Regions from separate parts of the Pan troglodytes genome. Here all the other regions are linked to region 2. The links are chromatin contacts, called in public Hi-C maps. All regions are on one chromosome and are shown on one strand. Each heading gives the region's core, a stretch centred on a gene start, on an enhancer-like site or on the middle of the called end of the contact. The rest is flanking DNA. Distances are from core to core; before and after follow the strand shown.

Evidence for each region. Hi-C and Micro-C count contacts between places; a contact is called where the count stands out from the background.
Region 1: a contact with region 2 is called in a Hi-C map of stem cell-derived neural progenitor cells, with 6 times the contacts expected there. The contact joins two enhancer-like sites. A contact is called at or near these places in 2 of 7 Hi-C or Micro-C datasets (blood and stem cell-derived neural progenitor cells) and 1 of 1 other capture datasets (stem cell-derived neural stem cells).
Region 3: a contact with region 2 is called in a Hi-C map of stem cell-derived neural progenitor cells, with 4 times the contacts expected there. The contact joins two enhancer-like sites. A contact is called at or near these places in 4 of 7 Hi-C or Micro-C datasets (blood, induced pluripotent stem cells and stem cell-derived neural progenitor cells) and 1 of 1 other capture datasets (stem cell-derived neural stem cells).

The regions. Positions count from the first base shown.
Region 1 is chr13:108,160,486-108,163,757 of NHGRI_mPanTro3-v2.0_pri, forward strand. No RefSeq gene overlaps it. Among named protein-coding and RNA genes, the nearest start is that of INO80D, 170 kb to the right of the region's middle. Within about 2 kb of position 1,701, at least 5 of the 24 cell types and tissues checked have an H3K27ac peak or open chromatin away from gene starts, as enhancers often do. A contact at or near this core is called in stem cell-derived neural progenitor cells, where this site is marked.
Region 2 is chr13:107,988,509-107,991,821 of NHGRI_mPanTro3-v2.0_pri, forward strand. It overlaps NRP2 (neuropilin 2), which reads left to right. Exons shown (of 17, transcript XM_016950360.4): 13 at 1,236-1,498; 14 at 3,042-3,138. Among named protein-coding and RNA genes, the nearest start is that of NRP2, 82 kb to the left of the region's middle. Within about 2 kb of position 1,348, at least 6 of the 24 cell types and tissues checked have an H3K27ac peak or open chromatin away from gene starts, as enhancers often do. A contact at or near this core is called in stem cell-derived neural progenitor cells, where this site is marked.
Region 3 is chr13:108,120,866-108,123,854 of NHGRI_mPanTro3-v2.0_pri, forward strand. No RefSeq gene overlaps it. Among named protein-coding and RNA genes, the nearest start is that of INO80D, 210 kb to the right of the region's middle. Within about 2 kb of position 1,481, at least 1 of the 24 cell types and tissues checked has an H3K27ac peak or open chromatin away from gene starts, as enhancers often do. A contact at or near this core is called in stem cell-derived neural progenitor cells, where this site is marked.

The DNA of each region.
Region 1 (3,272 bases), core at 451-2,950, 170 kb after region 2:
CACCATCACATCCACATTTAGCAAGTTCTTTTTTTTTTTTTAGACTGAGTCTTGCTCTGTCACCCAGACTGGAGTGCAGTGGTGTGATCTCTTCTCACTGCAACTTCTGCCTCCCAGCTCAAGTGATTCTCCTGCCCCAGCCTCCCGAGTAGCTGGGATTACAGGTGCATGCCACCACACCCAGCTGATTTAGCAAGTTCTTTCTGACTGCATTTGGGGACGGGATGGAAGGATGGCAGAGGGAGGAGCCTGGAGGCAAGGGAAGCAGGTGGGGGGTGCCCACCTGGGGGGCTGTGGGGAGGTGGGGAAGGGGTACAGATGGAAAGCTCTGTATTGACTGTATTCCCTACTGGCTGTGAGGAATAAAGGAGGAGAAGGAGGCAAGGGTGGCGCCCAGGGTCTGCCTTGGAAGCCTGGTAGCAAATGGTATCATGGGTGAGGTAGGAAATTCAGGAGCAGGGCAATGGAGAAGAAAACTGCACCAACTCAGGTCAGAGCATGCTGAGCTTGAAATACTCCCGGGAGGACTCTGTGGAATGGCGCCGTGGGCGGCTGACCTCTGGATCCAGAGCCCTGGACAGAGGCGGGAAGTGGGCCGGGATCTAGGAACCAGCAGGGGAAGCTGACTCCTGGTAGTCGATGTTCTCCAGAGAAAGAACACGGGGTTATTTAAAACAAGCACCACAGCGAAAGAATAAATTGGTATGGCTAAAACCCAGGAAACACCCACGTTTAAGAAAAAGTAGAAAGGGAAAAAAAACCCACAAAGGAGACGTTTTAAAAGCCTGAGAAAGAGAATAAAAACCAGGAGAGACTGATGGCATGAAAACAAAGGGGGCCGGGCGCGGTGGCTCACGCCTGTAATCCTAGCACTTTGGGAGCCCGAGGCGAACGGATCGCTTGAGCCCAGGAGTTTGAGATCAGCCTGTGCAACATGATGAAACCCCATCTCTACCAAAAATACAAAAATTTGCTAGTTGGTAGGCCACTTGGGAGGCTGAGGTGGGAGGATCGCTGGAGCCCAGGAGGTCAAGGCTGCAGTGAGCCGTGATCACACCACTGCACTCCAGCCTGGGCAGCAGAATGTAAGACCCTGTTGAAAAGAAAGAGAGAGAGACCTCATGGACATTGAGTCTGATTTGATCTTCACAGCAGCGTTATCGTTCCCATTTTACAGAGAAAAGCTGAGGTCCAGAGAGCCAAGGAGATTAAGCAACCTGCACACTCTCTTACTTTAGAAAACAGGCTCACGTCATCTTCCCATAGCTGCCTCCCACGGGCTCTTAAGTAAGTCCCTTCCTTCCCTTCCTTCCTTCCCTTCCTTCCCTTTCTTTCTTTCTTTCATAGAAACCTCCTCTTCGTGGTAAAAATAAGTAACCGGGATAGAGTATTCCACACTAATGTTAAGAAATGAACTGAAGAGATTTCAGGCCTTGGGGGAAGACCAATATTTGTTTAAATCCTTCAGGCCAGCCCCAGCCCATGCCCTCCACAATCCTGGAGGCTCATCCCTGACAGGTCTACAGGGGTGAGAGTCTGAGAGAAGGGTGGAAACACGGTAGCCCGAGAGACACCCAGACGGCTGTGTGGGCTACGGGACTTCCCGCGTGGGTGGAGGGGTCGGGCAGGGTCCCTCCCGGTCCGGGGCCGCTTCTCGAGACAGCCGGGCATCCTCCCTCCCGTGAGCGAGCCTGGAGCGCCACCTAGTGCCCGCCAGCAACATGAACACACGCCAAGGAGCGCTGCCAGCGACAGGAGCTGGGCTCCCGGTGTTTGCTCCGTGGTGCTTGTGTCCGAGAGACCCTGGAGCATTCTCAAGTTGTGCGTCTCTCAAATCTTCAGTCTAGTGTGGCCAGTTCCGATGATCTGAAAGGTTTTCCAAAGAGATCTTCTGTGGCCTGAGCACCGGGAATGAGGACAACAGCGGGGAAAAATAACAACTACAAGAGTGATCAAAACCCTTAAAAGGCTGAGACAGATGGACAGCCCTGGAAGAGAAACCCAGTGTCTCAGGGAGAGCTAATAAAAAACTTAAAGAGAAGCAAACATGAACCTTGAAAGCAGCCGCCTTAAGCATTAATACCAGACATGCTGAGTGATATATCCGATGGACAAAATTATTTTCCCATGAAAAAAGGGAGAAGCGAGAGGAAAGGAAAGGAAAAAGACATATGCATGTCCATGAGGGATTTTTTAAAGGGTAATAACAATACAGAAAGAGAAAAGTGCATGGTCCTTTGTAGAAATGGGGATGGGGCTGCTTGATTTAGGATTCACCTGATGTGGGAATGATGGAATTTCCCTCTGCACCCGGCATAGGAGTAAATCAGTCCTGAAATGTACCAGAGAAACCAACAAACACAACATTACCTTCTCCTGCATCTCTCATGGAAAGTGTCCCGAAGAGGCTCAGCAGAATGGAATTGAGCTGAGCTGCGATGAGAAGGCATATACACTATAAAGAAACATTCTATATAGAAGCAATCAATCCAAGGTGATTCATGCAATCAGCCAGTCAGAGGTGTAAATCCCACGGGGTGCATGAGGTATGCCACAGCCTGAATGCCTATTTTCTGGGGGCAATGAATGAATGGATTTCTCCCTCCTTCCCAGGCTCCAGTGCTTTTAGCAATTGGCACTGTGGCAGGATTTATACCATGGTTCTTGTAAATTGTACCTTCTCTCTCTCCTTTTCAAAGATTTCTTTCAATAAAATGCAGATGGAATTGTTGGAGAGCTGCTTTTCATGTGTTTATAGGTTACTTCTGCTCGGTTGCTTGTGCAGGTGTGTGTCTCTAGGCCTCTTTGTTTTTTATTTTCTCTGCCTATTAGGGAAATGGAAACATATGGATTCCTTGTTTGGGCCCAGCGGACCTTATAGAATAGGATCCCTGTTGCCTTCCTCACACATCTTCCTGTAATCACATGGCTCTGAATTAGCCTCTTAATCTCCCAGTGGAAAAGCCGTAATACAGGGAAATACAATAAAATGTATATGCATTCTGAATGCCAAAGCATTTACAAAGTAGATGGGAATGTGGTCATTTATACAACTGTGTAAGGACAGTCTTAGCTGGCATTGGTTACAATATGAATAAAGAAGTAGACATTCAAAATGGCAGACATATCTGGTGGTCCAGCAAGCTAATATTTTCAAGTCTAGCTAGGAGAAAAGAAAAAATAGTACTGAAGTGCAAAGAAACGGGAGGCTTGGATTTGGATCTGAAACTCCAACATAATCATTTCCAGGTTACATGAGCAGTTTAATGCAG
Region 2 (3,313 bases), core at 98-2,597:
AGTATTGCATTGATTCTAGGCTCTAGAATCCTAGCCCATCTACCCTGACAAGTCCAGGATATTCACAGTCCCTGTGGAGTAAGAAAGCTCTGTGCATCTGTCCCAGGTTAACATGACCTCACACTAACATGATCCTAAGGCATCTGACATGCCCACGTTCCATGCTGCATATGTGGTAGAAAAGTGGCCCTGCCATCTTGCAGAAGTATTCAGCCTAAGACGCCCCTATGTTTCAGGGCCAAAAAGAGGTACTGAGATTTCCTCACCAAATGCCACCTTGTTCTCTGTACAAGTAGCCAGAATGGTCCTGTACAAGTTGGATTTGAAGGTGCAGGTCACACCTGTGTTCTGCAAGGCACGTAGTCTGCCAACAGCAACAAGAACTCGGTCTTCCACATGAGTGTCTGATGAATTTGAAACTAATCAGCCAAAAAGGCCATTCTCCAAACATTTGGATTGGTAAACCCTTAATTTCCCAGAACACATATATTCTCTGCTAAACACACAGCCTTTGTTAATGATAATGACAGCACCTTTATCACTGGAGCCATATGTGCCTGGCTGTCTCAGAAAGGCCAAGTTCAAGCCTCCCTGAATCATCTCTTTCAGCTCCCACCCTCTGTTCTGTTTGAAGGTGACACTGGGCTTCTGAGTCACAGTCACTAGAGCCCAAGCATCATCTAGGAGCACTGATGGAGACAGAAGGCTTTAAATGTCAGCCATTTGGACAGTGCCCAGCCAAGATGGCCAGGGCTGGAAGCATCAACCACCTGGTCATAGTCACCCTCCAATCTAGCAGCCCCTCACCCCCTGTAATCTGTCCCCTTGTAATTCAGTTCATCAGATTGCACTGGCCCTTTGGGTGAGTTAATGATGAATAGGATGTGGGTCTGGCCTCTCAGAATCTAGAGGGAGAAGAAGGGCACGCACACAACAAGCCAAGACATAAGGCAGCTGTGCCGGGTGCTCCATGTGAAAGAGATGGAAAGGAAATGATACCGAGAAATAGGCAGGAGGGACCGATTTGACTTAGAGACTCTTAAGAACACACAGCATTTGAATCAAGGCTCTGAAGGAGCCTTAAGAAAGGGTCACAGAGCCTGGAGAACAAGGACATGAATAAACCAAAGACACTGAAACTCAGTCCCAACTTTCCCTTGGAGAGGCCACAGCAGCACACTGGTGTCTTTCCCGAGTGTTTATGGAGAACCTCTGTTTGGGTTTGTTTCCGCCAGATGACAGGAATTTCTTGCGGCTGCAGAGTGACAGCCGGAGAGAGGGCCAGTATGCCCGGCTCATCAGCCCCCCTGTCCACCTGCCCCGAAGCCCGGTGTGCATGGAGTTCCAGTACCAGGCCACGGGCGGCCGCGGGGTGGCGCTGCAGGTGGTGCGGGAAGCCAGCCAGGAGAGCAAGCTGCTGTGGGTCATCCGCGAGGACCAGGGCGGCGAGTGGAAGCACGGGCGGATCATCCTGCCCAGCTACGACATGGAGTACCAGGTGGGGTGAGCAAAAAGGGAATCTTGTGATCCGTATTTCAATATTTCAAGGGCCGAGCCCATTCATCATTAGGGAACGTGGTTAAGCGCTACTGTTTTCATTGTGTTTCTCACGTTGCCATGGCAACTGAATGACACTCTTATTTGTTATTCAGAATATGCCTATCTCTACACCCAGACTTGGTTCTTTGTTCCTCCTGTTGCCTTTTATATTGCTGAAATCTTCTCCAACAAATGTTTCTCCTCTCCATTTTATTTTAGATTGCTATCAGGTAGGCTGACAAAGGGACACAGAAGCCAGAGAAATAAACACAAACAAACCCTCCACACACAAGGAAAGAGGCCTGTGGAGCCCCTTCAGATCTGGGGAGGAAATAGGATAATCTCCCAGACCTGTCCCAGGCAGCATGAACACAGGAAGGGGAGCGGGGGCTGTTGGCGCTCAGTGGCCGGCAGACATGAGAGGCTCCAGAGTGAGTGCTCTCTCTCTCTCTCACCAGCTCCCGGAATGGAGTTCTGTTATCTCTGCCCCACAGAGCAGGAGACTGAGGCACAGATGGGTATGTTCAGCCGTGGTTGCAACTTGGGTAGGAGTAGACACACTGTGGAAGAGGTGACTGAGAACCAGCCAAAGCATTAACCTTCTCCTCCCCAGACGAGGAGCAGCAACAGATGGCTGGTGCGGCAGCCAACTGCTCACCCAGCTTGCCAGAGGACATGTGCTAGTTTGCAGAGAGGAACCTGGGGAGGGCGAGCATGAGGAATGATTGAAGACCACAGAGCCGAGGGGCTTCTGTGTACAGCCTGCAGTCCCTGTCCCTTGAGGTTGCAAGGCATCCTGAGACCCTCCCCACCCCCATCTGGGTTCCCACTTACTCACCTGAGTGTGTTATATTGTAACTACCTGTTTGCATTTGTGTCTCAGCCATTAGATGGGTGAGCTTCTCTGGGCAGAGATCTTGTCTTACTAGGTTTTGTTACTATCCTTATGTCCAGGGCATAGTAGGTGCTCAGTAAATGGCTGGTGAAAAAACAAATTCTTTTCCTCCTAGCTGTAATAATGAAGCTCTAAGGCAACTTATAACAAGGAGCACAAATCAAAACCTATGTGCTGTATTTCTCACATTACCCCCACCTACTTGTGTCTTCTGAGTTTTCAAATACCTGGATTGGGCATTTGAAAGATTTATGAGACAGGAACCTCGAAAATAGTGAGGGAAGTTTCAACCCCCCTTTCAATAGTCTCTGATTATGGCCCTTTTAATCAATACATTCTAGTTACTGGACAACAATATCCACCCCCTTGTTATATTTTCTTATCCCCTTAAATATGCGTTTGATTTGAACAAACTCATTTTGAATTAAGATTTCAAGAGCTGTAGCCATGTGGTCAACAGATGTGTACCAGGTGCAATAACACACACACACACACACACACATACACACACACGCTTTAAGCTGCAGCTAACAGAAACTTGGAAATCCTTGCACCGTTTGGACTAGGAGACTCAGTTAACCATGGCTCTTATTCTTCCGGCTTCTAGATTGTGTTCGAGGGAGTGATAGGGAAAGGACGTTCCGGAGAGATTGCCATTGACGACATTCGGATAAGCACTGATGTCCCACTGGAGAACTGCATGGGTATGTGAATATCTGTCTCTTCATGGTTCTTTCAAATAAGACCCCAAGGGCTGGGATAAGCAAGAGGAGGCAGGACACCATTTTCCAATGCAGTCGTTACCCAGTGGGTGGGGCAGCCATAGTCTCTGCAAGGTAAGGTGTGGGTGTAGTTGTGTCTTAGGCTGGGTTCAGGGTG
Region 3 (2,989 bases), core at 231-2,730, 130 kb after region 2:
GTACCCAAGGAATCTAGGTTGCATGTTCCTTATGAGAATCTAATGCTTAGTGATCTGTCACTGTCTCCCATCACCCCCAGATGGGATTGTCTAGTTGCAGGAAAACTCAGGGCTCCTACTGATTCTACATTATGGTGAGTTATATAATTATTTCATTATATATTACAATGTAATAATAATAGAAATAAAGTGCAAAATAAATGTAATGGGCTTGAATAGTCCCGAAACCATCCCCACACCCTGGTGGGCCCATGGAAAACTGTCTTCTGCAAAACCAGTCCCTGGTGCCAAAAAGGTTGAGGACCACTGCTCTAGATCATGTGGGTTGATTTTGCTCTTCCTTATCACTAAAGAAAAATGAGTACCCAGCCAATGGTCATGTGTGGGCGAGAATGGTGCCTTACAATTAAACCAAAGAGCGCTGTGCACGGCGCTGCTCTCCCTTAGCTCCAATAGAGGCGTGGGGTCAGCTTGCTCGGCTCCCTGAGTCTGGGTTCCCCCTGTCCCTTGGTCTCAGAAAGGTACTGAAGCCCCGCATTCAGCTGGATGAGGAACCTCTTGGACCTTACTGTTCCGCAGAAGTGACCCTAAAGCCGGACTCACTGCCCAGGTCCACTTGAATGGTCTCATGGGTTGCTACTGAAATGGCCCAAGGTTTGAAGCCACTAAGAGCGGGCATCAAATCCTAGCTACCCTCCTCATCTGGGTCACCTTGGCCTCACTCTTCACACTCTCTGACCTCAGCTCCCTCACTGGTAGTGGAGGACATGGGTCAATACACTGTCACTATTATTGAAAGCTCAATACATTGTGACTATTATTCATGAATTCTTTAGCTGCCTTATTTCCACTTCCGGATGCAGACTTGTTTACAGCCCTGAATATAAAGGAATCAAAGACCAAGAACCTGATGACTATTAGGTTATATTTGTTACAGTTCTGATCATTTTTCTCCTCGGGTCCACTGATCCACAAAAAATACGTATATAAATAACAGGCAACCAGGTGCCTTATGCAAGGGGGAAAAAATCTTAAATAATCTTGTTTTTGTGGGTTTCTATTTTCCAGAAAAAAATTAATAAATACAAAAGGATTAATTTTTCTGCTTTAACATTTTTTAAGTGCACCAAAACTTTATTAAATACACAAGTAAATATATGTCACTTTAAAAAAAATTATAGCCAGTACAGGATAAGAGGGGGGAAATCCATTGGAAAAGAGGGCGCCGCGGGACAACCCTAGGATAGGAGATGGAGCCATGGATGGGCCCAGAGCTGACTGTGGCATCCGAAAGATACGCAAGGAAAAGCAGTGAGGGGGCTGTAAGGAAGAGGTGGTGAGGGAGTCCCTGAGGGAAAGGAGAGGCTCTGCAAGGAAGGAGAATGACGGGGAAGGCAAACGTCTCCTCCTCCCTCCCACACCCTCTGCCGGTTTTCCCGCTCTGCCTCCTGGCGCCCTTTTCCGCCCAGAAAGCAGGAGCCCGCCTAGTCCTTCATGGCGGGAGAACAGCGCCCTCGTGTGGACTGCCGGGTTCTTGGCGCTGGAGGCAGTTTGGGTCCGTTGCCTTTTCACTACTCCGGACACACATTGTTTTTCAGCAAATGAGAAAGCCGCATAAGCAGCATCCCAAGCAGTTTCTTTGCAGAAAACTTGGTAAGGATCAAACAGAAATAAGCCAAGTCCAGCGACTTCCCTCACCCACATCATTCACCTCCGGCAAGTATCTGACTCTATTTCCCTTTCAAATGCCCAACTTCGGGGGTGCTCATCTCAACAGGCAGTAGCTCCTATAGTAGCCCAACCGTGCATCCCTGAGAGGCGTAAGGGCAGGGAGCTGGCAGAGCCATGGGGACATACGTGGGGACAGTCTGGAAGGCGACGTGATTGGCCTAGGATGCGAAGGGTCCATACTGACGTAGAGAGGGGCTGGGCAACCTCTGGATGCACCAGAAAATGCTGTGCTCTCCCAGGGCAGTGGGGGATTCACACATAGGATTCCTCCATGGCTCTGGTGTTGCTGGAAATACTTCTAGAAACGCCCATTCAGGAAATGGAGGGGGTGCACAAAGACTTCTTTACAAAGGTGTTGTTTGCAGCTTTATTTGTAAATCTGCCATTTTGGAAGCGGCCTAACAGCCAATAGGAGGGGCCTGATCAGATACAGAGCGCTGCTCCCATCAGTGCAATGCCGTGGAGACATTAAGAATGATGTGGCAGGCTAGGTACCATGGAGAAATCCCGTCTCTACAAATAATACATATATATATATAGCCGGGTGTGGTGGCGCACACCTGTAGTCCCAGCGACTTGGAAGGCTGAGGTGGGAGGATCGCTCGAGCCCAGGAGGTAGGGGCTGCTGTGAGCCGAGATTACGCCACAGCACTCCAGCCTGGGGACAGAGTGAGACCCTGTCTCAAAAAAAAAAAAAAAAAAACAAAACCCACAAGATACCGCATCCAGCCATTCACTTCCAACCTGTGCACTGCTCTGCGGTCATATGCTTTCCTTCTATTAAAAATAATAATACTAATACATTTAAAAAATAATGCAACAGTCTATTTAATGGCAAATGGACACATATGCTCAATGTCATGTTAAATGTTAAAAATACAAATCTGAACATGGCATTATGGTGTAGATTTGTCTTTCTTAACCCCACTTTTAGTTTGTTCTATCGTTTTTTATGTGCCTTTGTAATCCATGCTGAATCCTTTAGAATAAAATGGAGATTTAATAAATAAGGAAAATTATATGTACACTAGATCCACCTTCCAAAATGTATATATGCACGTAGAGAGGAGGACAGAGAGAGAGAGGCACAAGATAAGTGAAAAGTACAATCCTGAAACATTGTGACAATCCTTACCTCTAGCTAAGGATGGTTGGTCATTTTTATTTACATATTTTATATTTGTTTTCATTTTCTACACTGAATAGGGTTTACTTCTTAAATCAGAAGAACAGTCCATTTTTTTCAAGAAGCAGAATT